2 separate regions of the Mus musculus genome follow, and region 2 is linked to region 1. A link is a contact called in public HiChIP or PLAC-seq data. All regions are on one chromosome and are shown on one strand. The core of a region is the stretch at or near the end of the contact, and the rest is flanking DNA. Distances in the headings are between cores, read along the strand shown.

Evidence for each region. HiChIP or PLAC-seq counts read pairs in DNA pulled down with a chosen protein or histone mark.
Region 2: a contact with region 1 is called in an H3K27ac HiChIP or PLAC-seq map of microglia, with 4 times the contacts expected there. The contact joins the promoter of Rec8 here to the promoter of Oxa1l in region 1. A contact is called at or near these places in 2 of 39 promoter capture datasets (liver and pre-B cells) and 1 of 115 datasets of contacts at active chromatin or transcription factors (microglia).

What each region holds. Positions count from the first base shown.
Region 1 is chr14:54,357,287-54,363,075 of GRCm38.p6, forward strand. It overlaps Oxa1l (oxidase assembly 1-like), which reads left to right and starts at 3,555. Exons shown (of 10, transcript NM_026936.3): 1 at 3,555-3,631; 2 at 4,036-4,182. The coding sequence starts at 3,569.
Region 2 is chr14:55,615,035-55,621,539 of GRCm38.p6, forward strand. Rec8 (REC8 meiotic recombination protein) reads left to right here and starts at 3,132. Exons shown (of 20, transcript NM_020002.3): 1 at 3,132-3,319; 2 at 3,512-3,624; 3 at 3,708-3,776; 4 at 3,864-4,006; 5 at 4,087-4,162; 6 at 4,546-4,666; 7 at 6,201-6,285. The coding sequence starts at 3,569.

The sequences.
Region 1 (5,789 bases), core at 2,305-4,804:
CTGAGTGTTCCCCAAAGGATCAATGTTGGAGGCTGGCGCTATTTGGAGCTCTTAGAGGTAAGATCCAGCAACAGAAGTTAAGTCATTAATAGTGTAATTTTTAGAAGGTTGGGACTCTGTCCATTTCCTGTCTCTTTGCTTCCCACCCACCATCAGGTGAACAAGACTCTTCTGCCATGAGCCCTTGCCACAAAGTAATATGTCACCATAGGCCAAAGCAATAAAGCCAAACAACTGTAACCCAAAAGCCCAGAAATGGTGAGCCACCTTTTCTCCTTCTAAGTTGAATTTCTTATCAAGGTGACAGACAGTTAATGCAGTCATGCTATGGTCTCCTGTATTTTCAAGATCCTACTTGAGGTCACTTGGATCTACATGTGATCTTAGCCAAAGGCCAAGAAGGGATATTTGATTGGATCCATACATTTATTATCTTCATCATCTTGAAAATTTTAAGCCACCAGTTTTTACATTCTCCCCTGCATCTCATTCCTAAACTCCAATTACATGTATACTAGACCGTTAGATATTATCTCACAAGTATTTTTAGCCTTTATTCCCCCTGCACCTTAGTTTAAATGGTCTCTTTTATCATCCTCGAATTCATTGTTATTTTCTTTTACAGTCTAATATGATGTGAGTTGACTCAGAGAATGAATCATTTGTTTTCAAATATTCTGTTTGCTTTCTTCCTTTTTTTCTGAGACACCATTTCATCATATAGCCCAGGCTGGCTCAAACTTACTCTACAGTCAAGGATGACCTTGAACTTTTGATCTACCTGCCTCTACCTCCAGGTCACGGGAATACAAGTATGTGCCCCCATGTCCAGTGTATTTGGTGTGGGGGATCAAACCCAAGGCTTTGTGCATTCTAGGCAAACACTTTACCCTCTGAGCTGCATCCCCTGTGTCTTCAATCTAAGTCTCTCGGATTTTGTTTCTGGCTCTCATAGTTTCTTTCTTTCTTTATTTTTTTCCCCAACCTTTAAACCCTGACACCTGGCACTGCAGCATTCTTTTCTGCTAATTCATCATCTCTGTTGTTTCTGGGTGGCTTGTGTTCTGTTGTTTCTGGGTGGCTTGTGTTCTGTTGTTTCTGGGTGGCTTGTGTTCTGTTGTTTCTGGGTGGCTTGTTTTCTGTTGTTTCTGGGTAAACTGTGTTCTGTTGTTTCTGGGTGGCTTGTTTTACTTTTCTCTGCTCCTACTAATATTTCAGATTTTTTCCCCATTTTGTTTTGTTTTTGTTTTTCCAGACAGAGTTTCTCTGTGTAACCTTGACTGTCCTGGAACTCACTCTGTATACCAGGCTGGCCTTGAACTCACAGAGATCTTCCTGCCTCTGCCTCTGTAGTGCTGGGATTGAAGGTGTATGTCACCACTACCTGGCTGATATTTCATATTTTTAAAAATCATTTATTTTTATTTTATGTGTATGAGTGTTTGCCCTCATGTATGTCTGTGCACTATGTGGAGTGCCTGATACCCGATGAACTAGCAGAGAGCATCAAATCTCTTGGATTTGGAAATAGAGACTGTTTTGAGCCCACTGTATGAGTGTGAGGAATCACACTCAGGTTAACTGAACCATCTCTCCAGCCCTGATTTTTTTTTTTTAGCTCTGTTCATTTTTTATTGAACATCATGCTTATTAAATTTTATCAGATATTAAATAATGTGACTATTACATTGTTGAAATTGTTAGCGTGTATTGTCTTCCTTAAAGTAATATTTAATTTTGCCTAAACAAAAAAGATAAAATTTTCCAAGATTTTTGTTTGATTTTTGCTTTGCTTGTTTGTTGAGACAGACTTTCTTTATGCAGTCCTTGCTGTCCTAGAACTCACTGTGTAGACCAGGCTGGTCTCAAACTCACAGAAAGACATCTGTCTCTGCCTTTTGAATGCTGATATTAAAGGCCTGTTCCCACCACATCTGACAATAGATGATAGATAGATAGATAGATAGATAGATAGATAGATAGATAGATAGATAGATAGATAGACAGACAGACATTTAGGCATGCATATATGAGTGTTGTGCTTGCTTATATGTATTTGTACCACACACTTGCCTAGTATCCATAGAGACAGACAAAGGTGTCAGAACTCTTGGAACTGGAGGTGTATGTGGTTGTGAGCTGCTATGTACATACATAAGAATATGTGCACGCACACACACACACACACACACACACTCTCTCTCTCTCTCTCTCTCTCTCTCTCTCTCTCTCTCTCTCTCCAAAATAAAAGTCGCAAATTTCGGGGTTGGATATGGCTCAGCGGTTAAGACTATTTGCTGCACCATGGTGAATACCAGAGTTCAGATCCCAACACTTATGCAACAAACACCTCTAACTCCATCCCTCTTCTGGCCTCCGAGAATGTACACTCATACAACACACGACATCTATGAAATAAATAAGTTTTTATTCCTCCAAAGTATCTAGTAGCATATGAAGAAGTATATGTGATCAACCCCCTCCTTCCTGAGCAGTAATTTATTTTTCACATTACTTTTTTTTTTTAAGATAAGGTCTCCATTTTTAACCCTGGCTGGCCTTGAACTCACCACTTACCTGAGTCAGCTTCCTCTTCAGTGCTGGGATCACAGGCGTGCAGCACCATACCCACCTTATTTCAATTTATGCTTTAGGGAAGCTTTTAGTTTCAAAAAATACACAACAAAATCTACAAATAGATAGTAACAATCTTGAGACAACAGATCCAAGACATCAAGTTCAACTTTCATCTTTAGTTTCCTCGGTTATTTCCCGGAAACTGCCTTCCCTATAGCTTTGTCAGATTCCAGGCTACTTTCAAATTTCATTGGATCTGTAATTACAATATTACCTTGCAGTAAGAAAAAACCCACGCCAAGCACAGATGTAAAAGCTATTGTTTTCGCCTTTCTGGTTTGCCTGTTTGTGGGGTTAATTCTAGTTTGAGATTTTGTTTATTCATTATCTTCTTGTGACAGGCAGGGTCTCTCTGCAGTCCTGGCTAGCCTTAAACACAATAGGTAACCAAGATTCACCTCGAATTTTAGGCAATCCTCCTGCCTCCGCCTCCCAAATGCTGGGATTATAGATTTGAGGCACTATTCCAAGAGTAAAGGCCATTTTTAATCCAAGAATTATTTTAACCCAGGGAACAATTACAGTTTGGGAAATGGAAGGGAAAACAGGAAATATGCTATGTTTACACTGCCACTTAACAGCGCATCCTGTCTCTTAGTTTCTTTTCTTTTTTTTTTTTTTTTTTTTTTTTTTTTTTGATTTTCGAGACAGGGTTTCTCTGTATAGTCCTGGCTGTTGTCCTGGAACTCACTTTGTAGACCAAGCTGGCCTCGAACTCAGAAATCCGCCTGCCTCTGTCTCTTAGTTTCAATCTCTGCGGAATCTTGACTTTTTTAAACCACTTCAAATACCATCGCCTGTCTTCATTCTCCCTCACTACCTGATCTGTGACGTCAGGTCTGACTGCCTGCCCATTTCCAAAATGGCCTCCCCCGCAGCGTCAAAGTTCTGAGTGCGCGTGCGCGAGAGTAAGTTCCCTCTTCCCGGCAAGATGGCGAGGAATTTAGTGTGCGGTCGCTGGCAGCTTCTGCGACTCCTACGACCCCAGCGTTCGGTAAGGTTCCGTCCAAAGCGCGGGGATGCTGCCTTGTCCTTGTCACCTGAGCTGAGGTCACGAGCAGATGCTGACCTGGTCACTGCGACCTGCGAGTCATGACCTCCGGTCGCGTGAGGGCACCACCGGGTTACGTCCCGGGGTTGGTGGCCTGGTTTCTCTGTAGCTGTTTGGAAACTGCCTGCGACCCTGAGCCGTGACCTCTGGGCCCCGTCCCCGGGCTTCGGTAACAGGATGCGGGAGACCCTAACCGGAGCTGCACCCTGCACGCTCCAGTGCATGGCTTCGGGGCCTGTAGTCTGTGCGAGCAGAGTTGCAGCGCCCCACTGCTGCAACCGCAGGCTGTCTGCGGGAGAGGCGGGTCGGCTGGGACTCAAGGCCTTCCCTTCCTTTCACATGGTCAGTACCATAGCGTCGCAGTGTCCCTGAGACCGCTGGCCGCCGAGCTCCTCGCAGCCCGCCGGGGTAACGGGCGGCCACCCTGTGCTCTTCTCGCCGTCTTCACTCCTCGCTGCATCAGTACATCTGCCACCCTCTTTGCAGAAGCCCAGGTAAGAGGTTCCCGCTGAGGAAAGGAGCACGACTTCTTGGCCCCTTTCTTTTGGTTCTGTGTTGTTTTGTTTGTTTTGTTTTGCGGGAGACAGTGAATGTGTAGCAGAGTTCTCACACTCCTCCTAAGTTCCTCCTAATATTAACCTGTTTGGAGTAGAAGTAGATTCTCATCTCAGGCAACTCAGTGAGGAAATGCCTAAAAGTGCTGAGAAATTTGTAGGGCAGGCAAAATGACCCTGCTGTACAAAAGCTCTTGCTATTGCAACCCTGGTAAACCGAGTGCCAACCCTGGAACCCAAGTAAAGGTGGAGCAGGTTGTGGCACAATCCTAGTAACCCCAGCACTTGGGAGGCAGAGATGGATAGATCTCTGAATTCAAAACCAGCCTGGTCAACATAGAGCTGTGTAGTGTGACCTTGTCTCAAAAATGAAAAAAAATAAATAAATAAATAATGAAGGAAGAAGGCGCCACACAAAGTTCATCTCTGACTTCCACACATGCTGTGGCATGCATGCCTACATACATCACACACACAAGATAAAAAAAAATTAAGCCTGGCGGTTGGTGGCGCACGCCTTTAGTCCCAGCACTTGAGAGGCAGAGGCAGGTGGATTTCTGAGTTCGAGGCCAGCCTGGTCTACAAAGTGAGTTCCAGGACAGCCAGGGCTACACAGAGAAACCCTGTCTCTAAAAACAAAAAACAAAACAACAAAAAAATTAAATTTGCCTGGCATGGTGGCGCACGCCTTTAATCCCAGCATTTAGGAGGCAGAAGCAGGCAGATTTCTGAGTTCGAGGCCAGCCTGGTCTAAAAAGTGAGTTCCAGGACAGCCAGGGCTATGCAGAGAAACCCTGTCTCGAAAAACCAAAATAAATAAATAAATAAATAAATTTAACTAATTAATTAAATTTTGTATTATATTCAAGACACTACCAGAGGAGTGGTGGTAAGCCAATAAAGTGAAATGTGATTGTGAGTTTGTGTGTTTGTGATCTGTGTGATTCTTTGAATACTGTTTCTTAGAAGCCTGTGTAGGATTTTTCTCAGAGAGATTTATCATATTGTGTTATGAGTGTGTGTGTGTGTGTGACGGTGTGCATGTGTACATGAGTGCCCATTAGAGAGCCTGAGGCTGGAGTTACCAGTGGCTGTATGCTGCTCTACAAGGGTGCTAACGACGGAAAATGGATCCTCTGCTGGAGCTCTTAGCCCCTGAGCCATGTCTTGGGATGTAGTCAGTAACAGAGCTCTTGGTTAGCATGTACAAGGCCAACCTGAACTACAGAGCAATCAAGATCCTGCCTCCAAAACTAACCTTCCCACCCACCCACTACCATTTAAAAAAAAAAAAAAAGAAGGAAGGAAGGAAGAAAGAAAGAAAGATTGGGAAAAAAAATTGAATTAAAGAGAATTTTGGGCTGAGGGCCAGCTCAGTCAGTGGTCTGTGTTCTTGCCAGATGTGTGTGAGGCCCTGAGTTCAATTTCTAGCACAGAACAAAAGGATTCCAAGTACTGTTGATTTGGAATATGGGAAGGGCAATGACCATGATGCTCACTCAGATGACTGAAGTCTGGGAACCGTGATGTGGGAAGCAAGTTCCCTG
Region 2 (6,505 bases), core at 1,882-4,381, 1.3 Mb after region 1:
GTGCTTGACAGAAGCAGGCAGATCTCTGTGAGTTCGAGGCCGGCCTGGTCTACAGAGCAAGTTCAAAGACAGCCAGGGCTACACAGAGAAACTGTCTCAAAAATTTTTAAAAAACAAAGAAAGAAAGAAAGAAAGAAAGAAAGAAAGAAAGAAAGAAAGAAAGAAAGAAAGAAAGAAAGAAGGAAGGAAGGAAGGAAGGAAGGAAGGAAGGAAGGGAAGGAAAGAAGGAAGGAAAGAAGGAAGGAAAGAAGGAGGGAAGGAAGGAAGGAAGGAAGGAAGGAAGGAAGGAAGGAAGGAAGGAAGGAAGGAGAAAAAAAGAAAAAGGAAAAAAAAAGCTAGGCTTTAGGCCAGGTTCCTCAAACCCTGTGGTGTTATGTTTAAGTGTATGTGTATGCATGCATGTGTGTGTGTGAATTCGTGTGTGTGTGTGTGTGTGTGCGTGCATGCACACCTGTGTATATTTTGTGTTCCACATTCATGCAAGATCCTGAGGAAGTCAGAAAAGAGCATCAGATTCCCAGCAGCTAGAGTTACAGATGGTGGTGAGAAGCCTCGGAGAAAGCAAATCTGGATCCTCGGCAAATCTGCTCCTGACAACTGAGCCGCCTCTCTGCCTGTGTTTTGGTTTTGTTTCCTTGAGACAGAGTCTCACTATATAGCTCTGGCTGTCCTGGAACTAACTAGGTAGACAAGGCTGGCCTTGAACTCACAGAGATCTATTTGCCTCCCTAACTGCTGGGATTAAAGAGCATGTCACCACACCCTGCTTGCTGTGTTTGTTTGTTTTATTTTTTTTTGAGACAAGGGCTCAACTAGCCCAAGCTGAAATCGCTATCCAGCCCAGGCTGGCCCTGAACTCTGGCAGTTTTCCTGCCTCAGTCTCCCTCTCAGTGCTGGGGTTATATGTATGAGTCACTATACTCAGCCTCTCAATCACTTTTGGCCATAGCCATGTATGCTGTAAATATAAGGCAACTAAATGTGACAAATACTGTACTTAACTTAGCTAGAAGCCAGACGTTCTGGAAAAATTCCACCCTCCTCTACTCTGAGCTCCAGACTGAAGGGTCAAAGGTCAGATCAGTTGCCACAGAACTAAGTCTTTTGTTTTGTTTTTGGTTTTTTTTGAGACAGGGTTTCTCTGTGTAGCCCTGGCTGTCCTGGAACTCACGCTGTAGACCAGAGCCTTGAACTCAGAAATACACTTGCCTCTGCCTCCCAAGTGCTAGGATTAAAGGCATGCACCACCAATGCCTGGCCAGAACTAAGTCTTAACATCAGAGCCTAAGTGAGGCATGGTGGTGCATGCTTTTAGTCCCGGAACTCAAGAGGCAGAGGCAAGTAAATCGCTAAATTTGGGGCCAACCTGGTCTACAGAGCAAGTTTCAGGACATCCAGGGCTACACAGAGAAACCCTGTCTCAAAAAAACAAAAACAAATAAAAAAAAACAAGCAAAAAAAAAAAAAAAAAAAGAATGAAAGAAAGGAAAGATTAAGAGAAAAAGAATATGTGCTTTCTTTGAATTCTTAGGTTTTTGAGCTAGTCCTCAGGATAGCCCAGGCTGCTGTGCAACTCTGAAGAGAAGAAGGCTGTCCTTCAACTCCTGTCCTTCCTCCCAAGTACTGAGGTTACAGGGCTGCACACACCTTTATTTTTTTGTTTTGTTCTTGGCTTTGTTTGCTTGGTTTTGAAACAGGGTCTCACTATACAGTTCTGGCTAGCCTGAAACTCACTGTGTAGACCATCATGGCCTCAGACTCACAGGATTCGTGGGACTCTGGCTTCAGAGTGCTTGGATCAAAGGCTGGTTTTTGTTGTTGTCGTTTCCCTTTCTTGCAGTACTGAGCTGAGCTCAGGGCCTTGTGTGTGTATGTGTGTACATATGTATATATGTGAATATGCATATGTGTATATATGTATATACACATATATGCCAGTCAGGCTTTCTACGACTGAGCTACATTTCCACATCTCCAGCCCAGTTTTTACTTTTTACTTTTTACTTTTTTTTTTTTTTTTTTTTTGAGACAGGATTTCATTATCTCTCCCTAACTGGTCTGTAGACCAGGCCAGTCTCAAACTCTTAAGAGATCCTCCTGTTGCTGAGATAAAAGTATTATGCCCAGCTCATGAGACCCCTGCTTCCCCAAGAGACCACCAGGGCCCCCAATTCTGATGCAAATACTTGTGAGAGTCTTTATTCAAGCTCGAGCTTGGGCTACAAACCTTCCTGATGGAACAGGAAGGAGAGTGACCCCAGCTCTAGGTGAAGGGGTTTATAAAGGAAAAAAACCTGCAAGCAGGGGTTTCTTAGCCCTGGCATTACATGAAAGGGTAAAGGAATGTTGGCCTCTCAATGCTGGGGGGCATATCGCTTCAAGGACAGCAGGCAGTAGCTTTTTCCAAGTACAGCAGCTTATAGTAGAGTTTATTCTGCTACCTCAGTCCCTTCAAGAGGTGTGCACACCACTCTTGGCCTGTTTTGTTTTTTGCTTAGAGCTAGTGTTCAAATTGTCTAGGCTGGCTTTGAACCTGCCTCCCTTCCAAGTAGCAGCTGAGATTATAGGAGTTTGTAGTTACAGCTCCCTTGGCTGTTTTCTTTCTTGTTGAATAAAAGGCCACCTCACACAGTTTCTTGCACTTAGCACAGCACAGACCCTTACTGGGCACAAAATCGGGTTGGTGAAATTTAGGAGTAAGGACAGGTCCTATGCTCAGGCAAGGTACCTTCTCTTACATCTCTGTATCATAAACAGCACCAAGGCATCTGCCCTTCACATGACCCCGGCTCCTAAAAGATACTTTGTCAGCTGTCGCCAGGGAGAGAGACTGGATTTTCTCTCCGTTTATTGGTCAGCTTTGCACCTTGGCGAAGTCCTTGTTACTACCCGAGAACGAGAGGCCATTGGCCAGAACACCTCACAATGCCTTGGTAGCGCTCAGAATTCTCGTGATTGGCTGGCGACTATTCTCCAAGAGCCTATGGCCTGGAACTGAGTTCTGCTGCCTGGCTCCAGGAGTCTTTGAGTTTCTTCTGGCGCGGCTTCTCATTGGCTGTCGGTGGTACAAAGCCTTGGAGAGTGTGCACCTGATCCCGCTGGAGGGCGACAGGACCTAGAGCAAGGTCCAGAAGCTCAACGACGACGACTACGGCGGCGGCGGCGGTGGTGGTGGTGGTGGTGGTGGTGGTGGCGGGCAGCAGAGTCGAAGAAGGCCTCTTGACCAGAAGAGGACTCAGTCTTCTTTGAAGATCTGTTCTGTGTCTCTGCCCGGGTTTTTCTTGGAGCTCCGCATCTCTGCCTGGACAGAATCCTGATGGTATGGTGCGCGTTGTGCAGACCTTTTTAGGAATGGCCAAAGGAGGGATGCTTAGCTCCTGTGTCTTTGGTTACCTCCTAATTCAGTTGTATAGTCAGTCGTTTTACTAATTGGGCTTTTTGCATCCATATCTACCACACCCCCGTCCAAATTCCTACTCTTCAATGGTGCTGGAAATCTCGTATTCTCAAGAATTCGGATTGAGATCCAAACGGGATTGGTGCAGGGAAGGTGAACCCAGGAGCAAAGATGTTCTACTATCCTAACGTGCTTCAGCGCCACACAGGCTGCTTCGCCACCATCTGGTGAGCACAGGGCTGATGGCTATGCCAGGAGCCAGGTAGTGGGATCTCCCCTTGACAAGCCGTTCCTGCCCCCACCCCTCCAGGCTGGCAGCAACCCGAGGCAGCCGTTTGGTGAAGCGTGAATACCTAAATGTGAATGTGGTAAAGACCTGGTAAGATCCAGAAAAGAGGGAGGAATCGCTGGTGTGGGGCTTCTGGTTTTTGGGTGTTGCATTGATCAGGGCTTCTTGTTCTCCCAGCGAGGAAATCCTCAATTATGTGCTGGTAAGAGTGCAACCTCCGGTGGCCGGGCTGCCCCGCCCCCGCTTCTCCCTCTATCTCTCCGCCCAGCTTCAGATTGGTGTGATAAGGGTCTACTTTCAACAGTGCCAGTACCTTGTGGGTAAGGCTAGAGACTCCAGAGGTGGGCTAGAGCTGAAGGAGCCATGACTAGGTTGTTTATTTTACCGTTTTCACCCACAGAAGACATCCAGCATATCCTGGAGCACCTACATCGTGCCCAGCTGCGGATTCGCATTGATATGGAGGAGGCTGACCTGTGAGGCCCTGGGACTGAAACCATCCATACCAAGCTGCTTGGCCTCGTGCATTGTGTGTGTGTGTGTGTGTGTGTGTGTGTGTGTGTGTGTGTGTGTGTGAGAGAGAGAGAGAGAGAGAGAGAGAGAGAGAGAGAGAGAGAGAGAGGAGAGAGAGAGAGAGAGAGAGAGAGTAGGGGTAGAGGATCGGGAAGGGGGTAGGGAGAGAGGGCACTGTATGCATGTGGAGGTCAGAGAACAGCCAATAAAGTGGGCTCTCTTCCTTATGCTAGTTCAAATTCAGGGATGAAATTAGGGACTGTGGGGTTTGGTGGCATCACCTTTACCAGCCGAGCCATCCCACTCACCCTCAGTCTCTCTCCTTTACATCCCTGTTCTCGCCCAGACCTAGCTTGCTTCTTCCCAACTGCCTGGCCATGATGGAGACGCTGGAAGATGCCCCAGAACCCTTTTTTGGGAAGATGTCTGTGGATCCTAGACTTCCCAGTCCTTTTGATATTCCTCAGGTAGGGTTCACTCCCTTAGGACCCCTCAGAAATCACGAGATAACAGCGTAGGAGGAGGAGTTAGTTGGTGTTCCTGTCACTCTGGAGCTGAGATTTAGGAATGGGACATTGCCATGGAACAAGGGGGTTGCTGGGTGCAAGCAAGCAGAGCCCCAGATCCTGCTTACGAAAGGGCCAACCTGATAGGATGGTGTCCTCGCCAGAGGTGTTCTCCCTGCCACCTCCCACCGTTCCCACCACCGAGACCCTACTCTCAGGCTTCACCTGGTTATGTTGGCTTTTCTTCCCTGTCTTCTTCCATCTCCCACAACTTAGATTACATTACTCCAGCCACCATTTCCCATCTAAGCAGCGGGTCCTGAATGCAGACAGTAACAGCATCCAGGGATCCCTCGGTACCTGGATTTAGGGGTTCTCATCCCTACTCTGTCCTCTTCTCTAGACACCTTAGTTCCCAAACCCCAGCCCATTGCACATGTCCCATAGGTGCCACAATTACTTGTGACAGTGAGCATCCCAACAGTGTAAGAGTGGCCAGTCATTCTCTGCTAGTCAGGTTCTACTTGTCCTTCCAGACTTAGCTCAGATGCCACCCTTTCCATGAAATCATCCCACTTGAAGCCAAAAGTAAATGATGCCTGGAATCTGAATGCTTTGCTAAGGCTGCTTTTTCATAGATCTATTAGAATTGTACACAAATTTGTCTCCACCACCAGCTACCCATGACAACACAAATTGACCAGGCTAATTTGGGGGGTGAGCTTAGGGCCGGGACAGGAGGGACACTAGGTGGTGGTGGCCTCTGACATACTGTTGTCAAATGGCACAAACATCTGTTAGGGCTGGAGGGGTAGTCTACTGGTAGAGTATTTGCTTACCATGTACAAGGCCCTAGATTTGATTCCCCAAACACACTCACACATACAGACATACTACACACATACACACTCACACTGGATGTGGTAATGTAAGCTAAAATAAGAATTCAAGAGTCTCAAGGAGGGCTGGAGAGATGGCTCAGTGGTTAAGAATACTGGTGGCTCTTCCAGAGGTCCTGAGTTCAATTCCCAGCAATCACATGGTGACTTACATGCAGATAGAACACTCGTGTATATATAAAATCAATAGATAAATCTTTTTTAAAAAGTCTCAGGGAGGAGAGCTGTCAAGCAGGAAAGGACTGGAACTATGGCTCAGTGGTTGTGTGTCCTGCTCTTGCATAGGACAGGACTTCACCACCAGCCTTCAGCCACCTATAACTCCAGCTCTGGGGATCCAACATCTATTGCCCTCTTCTGACCTCCAAGGGTGCATACAAACATACATAAAGTATTTTAAAACAATTTTTAGGCCAACCTGGGCTACACAATAAGACCTGTCTCAAAAACAAATAAATAGAAGAAGAAAGCTAAAATTCCAAGATAAAAAATAGAGATACTGCCAGATAGGTGTCCAGTGTGCACCTAGTGTGTGAAGAGAGGATACAGAGGACTAAAGATGAGACCTATCTTTTCTTCCCAATTTCTTCCCAAAGATTCGACACCTTTTAGAGGCTGCAACCCCGGAAAAAACTCGTAAGGAGACCCTTCCTGAAGCCACTCCAGACCCCAGGAAGCCTGGTTAGCAGAGAGAATCTTGCTGTAAAAGGGTGCAGAATCCCCAAGGGCTGAAAAATACCACTTTAAAAAAAAAAAAAAAAAGCCAGGCCCAGTTGGCCCCAGTGATCCACACCTGTAACCCCATCTCCTAGAGGAGCTGAGATGGGAAAACTCCAAGTACAACACATGCCTGGCTTAAGTACTGAGTTCAAAGCCAGCTAAGACCGGTTAAGGAGATCAT